Regions from separate parts of the Hordeum vulgare genome. Here region 1 is linked to region 2. The links are chromatin contacts, called in public Hi-C maps. All regions are on one chromosome and are shown on one strand. The core of a region is the stretch at or near the end of the contact, and the rest is flanking DNA. Distances in the headings are between cores, read along the strand shown. Region 1 has its middle 92 kb from the start of LOC123440045. Region 2 holds the start of LOC123443988 (GDSL esterase/lipase At1g28600-like).

Evidence for each region. A called contact is a pair of places that touch in the nucleus more often than the background predicts.
Region 1: a Hi-C map of leaf shows a contact between it and region 2, with 5 times the contacts expected there. The contact joins the enhancer-like site here to the promoter of LOC123443988 in region 2. A contact is called at or near these places in 2 of 6 Hi-C or Micro-C datasets (leaf and seedling).

The regions. Positions count from the first base shown.
Region 1 is chr3H:402,195,821-402,201,527 of MorexV3_pseudomolecules_assembly, reverse strand. No RefSeq gene overlaps it. Among protein-coding and RNA genes, the nearest start is that of LOC123440045, 92 kb to the left of the region's middle. Within about 2 kb of position 1,882, at least 3 of the 3 cell types and tissues checked have open chromatin away from gene starts, as enhancers often do. A contact at or near this core is called in leaf and seedling, where this site is marked.
Region 2 is chr3H:401,328,729-401,335,221 of MorexV3_pseudomolecules_assembly, reverse strand. It overlaps LOC123443988 (GDSL esterase/lipase At1g28600-like), which reads right to left and starts at 3,467. Exons shown (of 4, transcript XM_045120574.1): 1 at 2,860-3,467. The coding sequence starts at 3,121.

The DNA of each region.
Region 1 (5,707 bases), core at 633-3,132, 870 kb before region 2:
CTCATGAGGATCTTCTAATCTCTCATAATGAGCTAAAGTTAGCACATTAGACTATGGTCACCAAGGTAAAATCTTGCGAGTCTCGTGTGAACATTAGCACATATATTCCAAATGATTTATTGTCATGTGCTAATCCTTGCAATTCATCCACCTCTCAAATTATTACCACTCATGATGAATTGCTCACCTTGTCTTGTTGCTCTAACCATGAAGTTTCTACTTCCACTAGTTCTCTTTTTTCTAGTGTTGAAACTAACCATCACTAGTGTAACGACGTGTTATACAAACAATTTTTACCCCCTTTTCACGATGCAAATCTAAACTGTCACCTTGCGTGTGTGGACGATAGGGTGGCCTATTCTACACGACCTGGATAAATCGTTGGTGATGCCTCCGTCCGGTCACACATGCCATGCAAAAATAGAGCGTCTGCGATTGGGAGGACCATCACAAATAGACATATTGAAGAAGTCGTGTGAGTTGAGCTTCACATCCCACACAGGGAATCCCAAAGATACGTCGTTGTTCGTACTGCACATCACACTGCATCACACCGTTTGTGATAGGGATGGCCGTCACACACGATAGTCATAATTTTGTCGATTGTGTTATTCAATACATCACTCATGGTGCCTAGAAGAAACTGTTTGGCATTAAGTTGTCCATCACACGCACATGTTGAGTGAAAACGTTTGTGATAGGGTGGCCGAACACACACAGTTGTCGACCGAATGTCGTGTGTGATTGTTCACTTATCCAAAATGCTAACTTTCTAGAAACCATGCGGGTTTGTTGAGGTCATCACCCACGGTGTTGTCTTAGAAATCGTTTGCATCCGGAACCACAATTATCAGCTTAATTGCTCTATTATTTATAAGATCTTTTACATTTGTTCCCTAACTCGAATCTGAATTGACCTTAATTTTGAAGCACTCTTAAATTTGGCCTTGTGCCGTTAGGTGAACCTATAGAAATGTCCGTTCGTGCTGTTACCGTTCGACCAAAGGGCTTTGACCGCTATCTGAACGTATGCTCAACATTTTGCCCTGATTCCATGTGTCACTTACACGTGGGACCCACTATACAAAAATAAATAGGAAAAACTCTTTCTATCACCCTCTCTCTCTCACACACGCTTACATGTGGGACTGGACTAAGAAAAACAAGAAAATAGAGAAGTCTCTCACTCATAGACCCCTCTCTCCCTGACAAGTGGGCCATGGGGCCCGTTGTGAGGGTCAACACCGCCCCCTACGTGGTCATGGCCACGCATGGCGGCTACGGTGGCCGTCGCCAGCGAGGGGCGGGTGTGCTTGCGTGTGAAGGCCACGGGGTAGGTCTTCTGCCGAAAAGTTCATTGCTAGCCACCGCGGCTGGAGGCCAGATCGAGATGTACGAGCATGTGTGTGAGCTCCGTCACGCGCCTCTCCTCCGACCTGCGAGTTGAATCGGGCCTTGGGCCGCCTGTACACAACGCCCGGAACCTCAATCTCCGCCATGGTCGTCGCCCTTCCTCTCCTAAATTCGTCCGCCCCGATCCACCTTTGATCTACCTGACCACGGTGATGTCGTGGCGGAAAGCTCGCGCTCCTACTCCCATCTTCCCCTGCACGATTTCGTTCCTGGAGGTCCCTGCTGGGAGCTGGCCGACATGACAGAGCTCAGCTGGATCGGTCGTGCACGCGCCCACCTATGCATGTCGCGCCCAGAGTGTGTGGAGTGCCTCGCTCAGCTCCCCAACGCCTCGCCTCCTCCGACCGCGACCATCTGGCCCCTACGGCGAGCCGCTGACGAGCCACCGGCGAGCGCATCCAATCATGGTCGGGCATGCGTTCCGGCATGGACAGGGGTTGACCCTGGCGATGGGTCCCGTGGCCCACATGTTAGGGAGAGAGACAGATGTTATGAGAGATAGTTTTTTTTATGGTCCACCTGTAAGTCATAGAGAGAGGTGAGAGAAAGTATTTTCTATTTTTTCTTTTCTCTAGTTATGCGCCACATGCAAGTGTGTGTGAGAGAGGAGTGAGAAAATGTGTTTCTTCTTTTTTAGTGTGGGTCCCCCTTGTCAGTGAGTAAGGAGGCAAGGGCAAATAATGTCCAGAAAACATAAGTTAACCGTTAATGTTCTTTGATCGGACGGTAACGACCCATAATAACTTTTTTATAAGTAAACCTAGCGAAAGGAAGGTAAATTTAAGCATGCTTTAAGATTAAGGATAAATCAAAATAGATGATTCGAGTTAGGAACAGAAATACAAATGACCTAAAAATAGTCTACCAGTGAAAACATAGAGTTATGCATGAGACCACATAATTCTTAGCCTTCCTTCGTAATTGCTCATAGTTAGTGGTGATTCTACGGTGGCCCACGTGATGATTGTCGCATGGTCACTGGTCTCAGCTTATGAGCAAAGCATATGTATAAGAAGGCATGACACGTCGGATATGGTTTTTGTCTTCTTCCTTATTATGGCGTTATCATTCACTAGCATACAAAAGGTTTTCCCTAGCTCGCACGCATTTCGCGGCTGGACCACGGGGTTTCTTTCACCGCGCACACGGGACAACGGTCCGGGGAAACGATGGCTCCACCTCGCAGCGTGTGAGATAACAGTAGGCAAATGTTTTAATATCGCTAAACGGATGGTGATCACCGCACGTGGGACCACGGGATCTGCACCAGGTAGGCATTGTCTGTACCTTCGCCTTCACCGCCCTCGCCGCAACGAGTAAATGAGAGTGTCTGGTGACGGTGCGAAGTACATGCCATTCCTTTGAAAGCAAGTTTTAGCTACCGATCCAGGCACCGTGCGAGTAGATGCATGCGGTTTTCTATTGCCAGGAATATCCAAAAAACAAAGATAGGGTAGGCAGTCTCACCTCTTTCATAGATGGAATTCATGCATTGCTACAATTCAAAGTCCATTTCCCCTTTGATAATGGACACATTTTTTTAAGCACAATACAAACATACACACACACCTCTAAACTAAGCAATAGCGACAAAAAGTCTGTAATAAATTCAGGAGGATGTGACCATCGTGCCAGATCTAGAGCTTGAAGCCGATTAGTCAGCTTTCGCCACAAGGAAAATATCATCTCAGCTATACCTAGTTTTGCGCACACGGTCATGTGTTACGAAGTCTCAAACATTTATCTATACTATAAAACGCATGAGAGGACAGATCCAACTCACCATCTCAATCGTCTAATCAAATCATTAATGATTAAAATCATTGTTAACAAAATCGTTAACGAAACACTAATCACGCTTCGTCTCACCGGCGCTCATCTCTGTGCATAACCGTCCACGCGCTCATCTCACTCCTTCGTTTTCTCCAGTAAACAAATGTCTTTGTTTTCTCCCGCATGAACTATGGTTAGCGGCAGAAGTTACGGCGAGGGCACTGCCGCACTGCCCTAACCATTCGGCCGCCATCCGTCCTGCTCCTCCTCCCACCACTACCCCGCCTCCGGCCCATGCTCCACCCGATGCGCCGCCACGACGCCACCCGCAACCGGGTCTCGCCTTCCCGTCCACCCACACATCTCCTCCCTCGGCTCCTGCAAGTTGCGGCGGTGGCCACGACGAACTGCCATGGGTGCGGCTAATCTGAGCTCCGGTCCAGGCACGTCGACCGGGACTCGACGGTGGCACGGGCCAGCACGGCGATGAAAGACACCGCCAATCTCGGCCGCCGCGCGATCGTGCGGATGACGCTTGACATTTCCCTGTAAGCGTCGTCTACTGCTGATCCCTGCCCTATATAATTAATCCAACCTGCTCTTCTATTATCGATGATTTTTGGTTTTGAGAACCACCTGGCAGGGTCCGCGCTCATGGAGGAGAAGCCGCTGTTCCTGGAGGTCTGGCAGGCAGTTGACCGCACTACTACCACAAGTCCTCTCCGTGACGAGCCGATGAACACATGGGAATGACATGTATGATTCGAGATTTCGTGTTGTGCAAAATCTGTTTGTACTGCTATTCATACTACCCCTTGCAATATAATTTATCTGCTGCATCAATGGCTCAAACTTCTGCAAGTCATCACATGCCCCTTAATATTGCAGAAAGTACAACCGAATTTGATAATTGGATCAAAATCAAAGTTGTCATGCAACTCCTTTGGTTGAATCTGAAATTCTATTAGAAACATGACGAACCACTTAGATAGATCATCGATATGTACAAAACTGATAGATGTCGTGTTTCTACAGTTATGACGCGTGATCAAAATTTCTTATCCCACGTTTCATTTTAGGTGTCGCAACCTTGGGCGATTTGTTCACCTTATTCTTGAAACCGTTTGCAGTTTGTGAAGTAAGTCTTCCACGCAAGGTGCCCTCACGGGTGTAGATTTATCGATTGGCTACCCATTGAAGCATTGCTTGCAGGACTCTCTATTTACACATAAAGTTCATGTATCCTTTCTAGCGTTCTGTGTATAACTACTTTTTTTCTTAATTGAATTCAGTAAGGATTACTATATCCATACATTGTTGGCATAAAATTGATTCTCAGTCTTGTTGCGGACTTCCTGCAATAGAAGACACTTGCACCAGATCCAATTCATTGATGGAATTAGAACAATTTTGTACAGTCTTAGGTAATTTATATTCTAACCAAGTTATTTGCAAAACCAAATTTTGAATGCTTAATCTGAGCGATTTCTCACTCAATTTCCTCTAGGTCTACCAATCATACTTGCCTTTTAAGGTGAATGCAACTGCTCATCATAATTTAACCACATGTCAATTACAATAGCGCGACACCATCATTCTATGCCACTAACCATGCAAAGACTTATAGGTGGTGTGATCCTATACTGGCTAGAGTGATAGACTGTTTTAATACACTCTTGGAGTTCATCTTTTGTCCTAAAACACTAATAACTAACCTGCCACAAGAGTGACTAATGATTAATTACAACATAGTTCATTTGATCCATCTAATAAAAATACCTATTGGGAAAAAAACATGAACATTATCAACCACTGTTTCCATAGTGGAATTCAGTTATACCCACTCCTCTATTTATTTGACTCTTGTTAGATTGGTTCATCCTGGTCTGACATGTTAATGGAGTTGTTTCATTTTTCACACGACCCCTTTCACTTGGATTAGTTCTCCTTTTTGAGTTACACTATATTCCCGGCGTATAACTTTATTATGGTCACTGAGACTTCAGAGTAAGACGTTTATTTTGTTCATACAACACAGAAGGACTAATAGCAATCAGTTCTGAATCTAATCAAATGTAATCTTCTATGTTGTGTGTAGTGCAGCCGTGATGATTAGAAGTTTAGGACCTTTGTGTAGGCAGGAAAAAAAGAATAATCTTGGTAAGCTACGGTCTTCTGATCACAATCTTACTTGTTTTTGTTAGTGCTTCCATTACTTTCTATGGAAATATGCTCAATGGGCTAGGGAGTGGACCTTTTTGTTAAGTTATATGTATAATCTACTATCACTAAAAAAGCATGAGTGGGCAGATCAATTGTATGTATTTTTTTATTTTTCTATTTTCTATACCGTTGATGTGTGATTGAGAGAAAAAATACTGAAACTGGTCCAAAATAGTGACGGTTCTCCCCCATGTTTTTAAGCTAATACATGTGATCTGCATTTATATGTTTATAGCGTCACGCTAATTTGAAGATGAGGTAATTAAGTTCGAACATATTGTTTTATGGCACAAAGCTC
Region 2 (6,493 bases), core at 2,218-4,717:
TGTAAATGAACTAAGTATGGACCATGCGATGGGTCAGAGGTATCAGTATCGTCGTACAGGGACTGATCTTGACACCGAATGATGGGAAGAGCAAGACTGCCTCTGTTCACGCGCTGTTTCTAAGTTTATTTTTCATGGTGGGCTAATTATATGGCAATTAGTCGACGTCAAACATGCACAGTTTAGAGGGCCATGTCCCTGTATGTATATAAGTACTAATTAAGAGCGTAACAGTATTCGTATAAGCACGTACATACAAGCTCTGTGCATGAGCAAGGTCTTAGGGCATCTCCAACGGGTACCTTAAAACGGGCATACGGTACAAGCCCTGGCATGAGCAAAAGGTGTCCGGACAACACGCCGATCACTTGGATCTACGACTATTTCCGTTACGTTGGCTTCTTTCGGCGAGGTGATCTTGTAGGACCATTATCTTGATGATTTTTCATCAGGCTTTGTTTGGTACTAGGATTTTTAAAGGGATTGACGGGGATAATACCATAAAAATTGGATGAAACCCCAACCTTCATTCAATTTCTTCAAATCCTCATTTATCCCCAATTCACTAGGTAGGGAAGTGTATTGAGTATTGAGGGAAAATACACTAGATTTTAAGGATTTATAAAAAAATATAAAAATGAAACCTGTCAAATACACTAAAACCAAACTGTGTTTTGGAATATGTAGGGATTTAAGGGTTTGACCGAAACAATCCCTATCAATTACCTAAAATACATTAGTACCGAATAAGGCCTCAAGGATCAACAATGTTAGGCTCACTCTTACGTTGCAGCGGCATGTCATCGGCTCATTCGAGAAGAAGACAAATGGTATTTTTTAGACACGAGGCATATTGCTGTGCTTTAGCGAATTGAAGATTTTAATGTATTTTTTTAAAAGAAAATCAGAGTTATTTTTACCATTGGTAAAATGATCTGGTGCTTTTTTGCCAAAAATTAATGGATACTTAAGTATTCTCTTTTGCGTTTTGTTTTGATGCATTTTCCTTTTTGAACAAAAAAACATAAAGGAAGAGACAATTTATAGACAAAAAAATACGAGAGTGTATAGGTATCCCTCAGCGGACAATTGATAGCCATCTAATCAAGATGTTTTCATTTCTTTGTATTTGCTTGAATATAGTGTTTAAGTCATATAGTTCTTAATGGTGATTTAGCAAAGTTATTTCGTTGTTGTCTGAGAAATAGGGTAGCTGAAAAAAATGTGTGCACCACTTGTGTTTCTATAGTGGGCATTATTAGTTGGAACCCTAGCTATCAATACCCCATATTCGCCACCACAAATGTTTTGGTGACCGCAAAAAGAAAACGATGTTACTTCCCCCCACACATCTTCAATCAACAATTTCGAGGAAGCCCTTTGCATGCACTGTTTCTTTGACATTCTATAGGGACTAATAGGCTTCATTCAATTATACACCGATGGTAGACGCCAACATAGATAGGGAGGTGGCTATACAGAGTAGCGGCTTCCTAGTTTGGTCTAGATCAGTTGATGGCAGCCTACGCTAACGTAGAAGCCATCGACCGGGCGAGTGTGAGTTGTTAACGGTGGATTGTAGTGATGGAGAGCATGAAAGGTAGGGTGGCTATGACACCGAACATCATACTTCTTCTTTTAATGTGTGATGCTCGTTCTAGATAAACAAGGTATACAAATCCTTTAGGAGAATCGATTCAATTTCTGCAGATTTGTGCATGCACACATGTTGTGATGCTGACAGTGACTCGTCTTCTATGATATATCTATCACTGGTTGGATCCTAACTATCAAGTTGTGTAGTGATGACATCGTTCGAGTTAACGACATTGCACCAACATTCTTTGGTTACTCAGGAGATCATGTCAACTTTAGCGGCATTAAATTCTTGAAGGTGTTAATGCCTGAGATTTTTATTTTAGTTTTGCGGGTGAAGACCCGAGATTTTGACTCTTAACTTTTATCATGAAAAGTTATTGTTCATGTCACTAGTCAAAATGTACGGCAACCTACTAACATGGAATATTTTTGTAAGCATCAAAAATTTCTATGGGGAAATAGGAAAAGTGAACTACAAATCAGATTCATTTTTCTCATAAATATAACAAAATGGCTGGACAAATTAGCTATATTACAAGAAATTAAAAACCAGGAATCCCTTGGGTGTGGGGGAATTGGGGATTTTAAAATACATATCAAAATCGCTTTGGCAAGTTCCCTGGTTTTATTAGTATTTTTTTATTTTTGACTATTTAAAAATTTCTGGACTATTTGGTAAACTTCCTGAAATATTATTTCTTATCCAACATATTCCGTTTGTATTCATACTGTTTTTGTTTTTTCATGTACTCTTCCAGTCTCTTGTAAGAAAAACAGATTTTGCTAATATGTCTTTTTCTGTTTAAGTATATACTATCTCATTAAAATTATCTAGTTGACATGCATAATAGTACGTAGGAGTACTAAATATGATACTTCCACCATCTACAACCTTATAAAACAATAAATTATGCAGTGAAAGAAAACACGCTGACTTGTTGGACAGTAAGATCATTTACAACAAGCAATTAATCCTAAATATCCAGTTTGTTTATGTTTTTCATCCTTGTATACATATATCTTGCTCTCTCTTTATAAGCATTTTCTACATCTCTTTCCCGGAGTTGGCACCACCGTGTTCGAGGCGACGGAAAAGACGGAATTCCGTGGAAGATACACGTTGCAGAAGCGGAACACGCACTAGTGCCAATCTATCAAGGCGCCAACACGTCCACACGCACAATTACACGCAGCTGAGAAGCTCCTAAGCAAAACGCTGAAAGAAGTTCAGAAAATGCAGACGCAAGCAGTTTTGCTCACCGATGAAGTCGATGACGAGGCGGCCGTCGCTGGCCCGGCCGGTCGGACGGCCAAAGAACGTCGTCCCGTACGGCGGCGCTCCGTACGGGCTCGGGTTCTTCGCCGTCAGGCGGACGTAGTTGCCGGTGTCGGTGAGGGAGTCGCCGAAGCTGAAGATGCGCGAGTAGCAGCTGAGCGCCGAGCTGCCGCTCCCAAGGCCCAGGACCAGGAGAGCATGCGACACGGCGAGCGCCAGCGAGAAATGGCCTCCCAGGAGCCACATAGAATGGGACAGGTATTCACCGGCCGCGGCGCTCGCTCAGCGAGTGAGCCGGCAGCGTGGCCGAAGAAGCAGAGTGGGAAATGAGAAGAGCACGAGCTAGCTTAGCTTGGCCAAGTGGGTAGGGCAGCCGGTGTTTCTTGTTGAGCGTTTGCGGAGAGCTCGGGAAGCCATTATGAAGGCATATATGCCTGAAAGCGTCCTCGTATGCGCCTTCTAGCGTACGTTATACGAGGGTCGGCCCCATGTAATTTCTCTACCTTCTACTCGTACAACGGAATGATAGGCATCGTGTGATATATGCGCGTGCAGGGGATGGATGAATGCCAGGTTGCCGTCCAAGGATTGCAAGGACGACCCAAGGACACAATCAACAAGGATGTAGACAACACTGTCGTGGATGGATACCGGCATAAATACATACAGGCTGCCTGTGAAACGCCAAACTAACCGAGCAATTAACACTGTCTTCTCATAGAAAAACGCCAAACTAACCGAGCAATTAACACGGTCTTCTCATAGAAAAGAATCGTGCATTGCCAATCAGATCTGTTTTTCACCTCCCCCATGTCGACCAGCATGCATGCCCAATGGTGGTGAGCAAAGAGTAGGCACAACACATCTCACCATCTCATTTTCATGGGTGAATCGAGGAGGACATGGAGCAGCCAAATAGCGTGATGAGGATCGGTTTGTCCATGGGCGATTGATTGTCTGTGGACTCTACCTCTTTGCTCGGTCTTTCTATCTTGTTCGTTTCCTGGCAGAGGTTCACGAAATGGTGGCCCGGGTAGCCCCAGGTCCAGGAATGTGTGGGTCTTAACGAAATTGGCAGGCGTTCACTTGTCATTTTGTTCCCTTCCGTGATTTGAACGCCATGTGCGCAGTCGATTTCAGCAAAAGGTAGATTGGCTGCGTTTGAGTAAAAAAAAGCAGCAGTTCGCGGACCATGGATGAACTTGGCTCTCGATTCGACGTTGATTCACAGTAGTACCTAATAAACTGCAGTGGGTAACTGAGAACAAGGTGTGTATGAATGAATATATTGTTGAGTATATTAGCAATTTTTTAATTAGTTTAATCCAGAAATAAATCTTGAGCATAGCAAAGACAGTAAAAAGTATTTTTGGGTGGATTTTATTCACTCGAAATGAAACATCAAGAAGATACATAACACAATGAGGACACATCCGACATCTGCATGGTTAGAATGCACACAACCAAAATCGACTCTCACACACGAAAGCAAGCCAACAACTAGCAAAGTCATATAAGACCAAACCTATGTGATGCGAGAAAAAAAAGAAAAAGAAAAGTGATTAGATGTGCGATCTGCAAACTAAAGTAATGGTCATATCCGTACCAGCCATCTCATGACATCACATGGACTATGATGTTCTTCAACAACAACGCCTTCAGTAAGGGATTGACACTCAAACGCCGTCGTCATCGGATCCAACTAGAAGGCCAAAATATAGGTTTTCACCCGGAAAGTCAGTCCAAAGATATGCGAGCAATGCCTTCAACAAGATATCGATGTAAGAAAAACATCATAATTGCAAGGTATAACCACTCACGCATGACCTAGGCTTTCGTCCCGGAGCTCGAAATTGGGTGCTCGTTTAGCACCATCATTGAAATCTCTCATGTGTTATCGCCACCACTTCCCCACGAACCCAACAGTTACATATGATGTGGCTGCGACCACTGCACTACCATTCCTCTGTGTCAAGTCTTCGTGCATAATTTGTATCGCACCGCCGAAGTCAATCTCTAGATCAAAAGAGATGAACCCTCACAAGGATCATCCGATGACCACTAACGCCGTGGAGCCGTAGGAAGTCGTTGTAGTGCTTTGCAGTAACCGCCATCGCGTCGATTAGATCTGAATCACCACAACTCTGTAGGCTGGTGCGGAAGGTCAACACCTCACCGCCACAGACGTACGGGCCAACCTGCACAGCTGCAAGGTGCGTTGTGCCGCTTCTCTAGTGTCGCAACACCACATGGCCACAAGCGGCACCTTGCTGGCAACTTAGGGCGTGTTTGGTTCCCTGCATTAGGCCCAGCCTGGCCCGCGCAGGAAGGAAGTGACCCGTTTGGTTGCCTGCATTTACTCTGCGGCCCGCATGGCACGAACCGTAAAGCAGCTCCAGCCCAGGCCCAGGGGAAACACCCGAATCGACAGTAGCTCGCGAGCCTGCCTTGGGCGACGCAGGGGAGGGCGACACGCTTCTCTCCTCGTGCGACTAGGGAGATGGCGCGAGCTCGCCCGCGTCGCCGAAAAACCAGCGGGAGGATTTCGGCTCACCTCCCTCCGAGTCTGCCCCTATTTAGCCCCCTCCCTCACCGCCCCAACTCCCACCACCATTGTCCCCCTTTTGAGCTTTCCCGTCGACGCGCATCGGCATCGACGAGCAGGTAAGCGGCGCATCTTCATCGGCCGGTGGTGATCTTCTACTATCGTTCCCCCTCGTCCTTGAGCTGCATCCATGGCAGTTGTGAGTTCAATCCCCCTTTCTCTTTGTTCCTTCTAGCTAGATCTGAGCTGTAGCTAGGGTTTGATGTACATGCATGGTTGATTAGTGCTTTGATCTGTGAGCTCATATCATTGATTTCTATGTTGCGGTTGCAATTTATGGTAGGGTTAGATGTTCAAGCATGTGGTAGGCTAGATTAGTAGTAGAGTTTGAAGTTGAACCTTGTGCTTGTGTTGGTTCGTGCTTAGATCTGTGATTTGTAGCTATTGATGGTTCATTTGTAGCATGATGTTTGTTGTAGATGTATGTTCCTTCTCGTAGATTGTGCGGTATGCTTAGTACGTACATGTATGCTCCTGCTTTCATGGGTTGTCCGGTATGTTTTGTGCTATGCTTACTGTCAATGTGTGCTACGTTTGTAGGACATGACCACGCAGACGCAAGATCTTAGTCAGGCCCTTGTTCTGTCGGACAACCAGTTTCCTCCATCGTTTGTCCAGGACTCACAGCCTATGTCCGAGATGGCACCCGATTCAGAGATGTTCGCGTCTGATTCTATCTATGTGCCAGTAGTGCCCGTTCAGCAAACTGCTACTGCTGTTGCTGCCCCTACAATAGCAAATGTAAAGAAGGATGGTAGGTTGAACAACATGAAGTGGCAGTCGTTCATGTCCACGTTCGTGCTGAACAAGATGTGTGAGCTCATCTCCAGTGGAGTTAGGACTGCCAAGGGCTTCAAGCAGTTGCGCTTGAACAATGTTGCGAAGCAGGTGTTCGAGTTCTATGGGTAGGATGTGTCCGCCACCCAGGTGTACAACCATGTGAGGAAGTGGAGAGGTCGATGGATCGAAGTGTCCAAGGTTAGAGACCTTGGCGGCGCCTCATGGGATGAGAA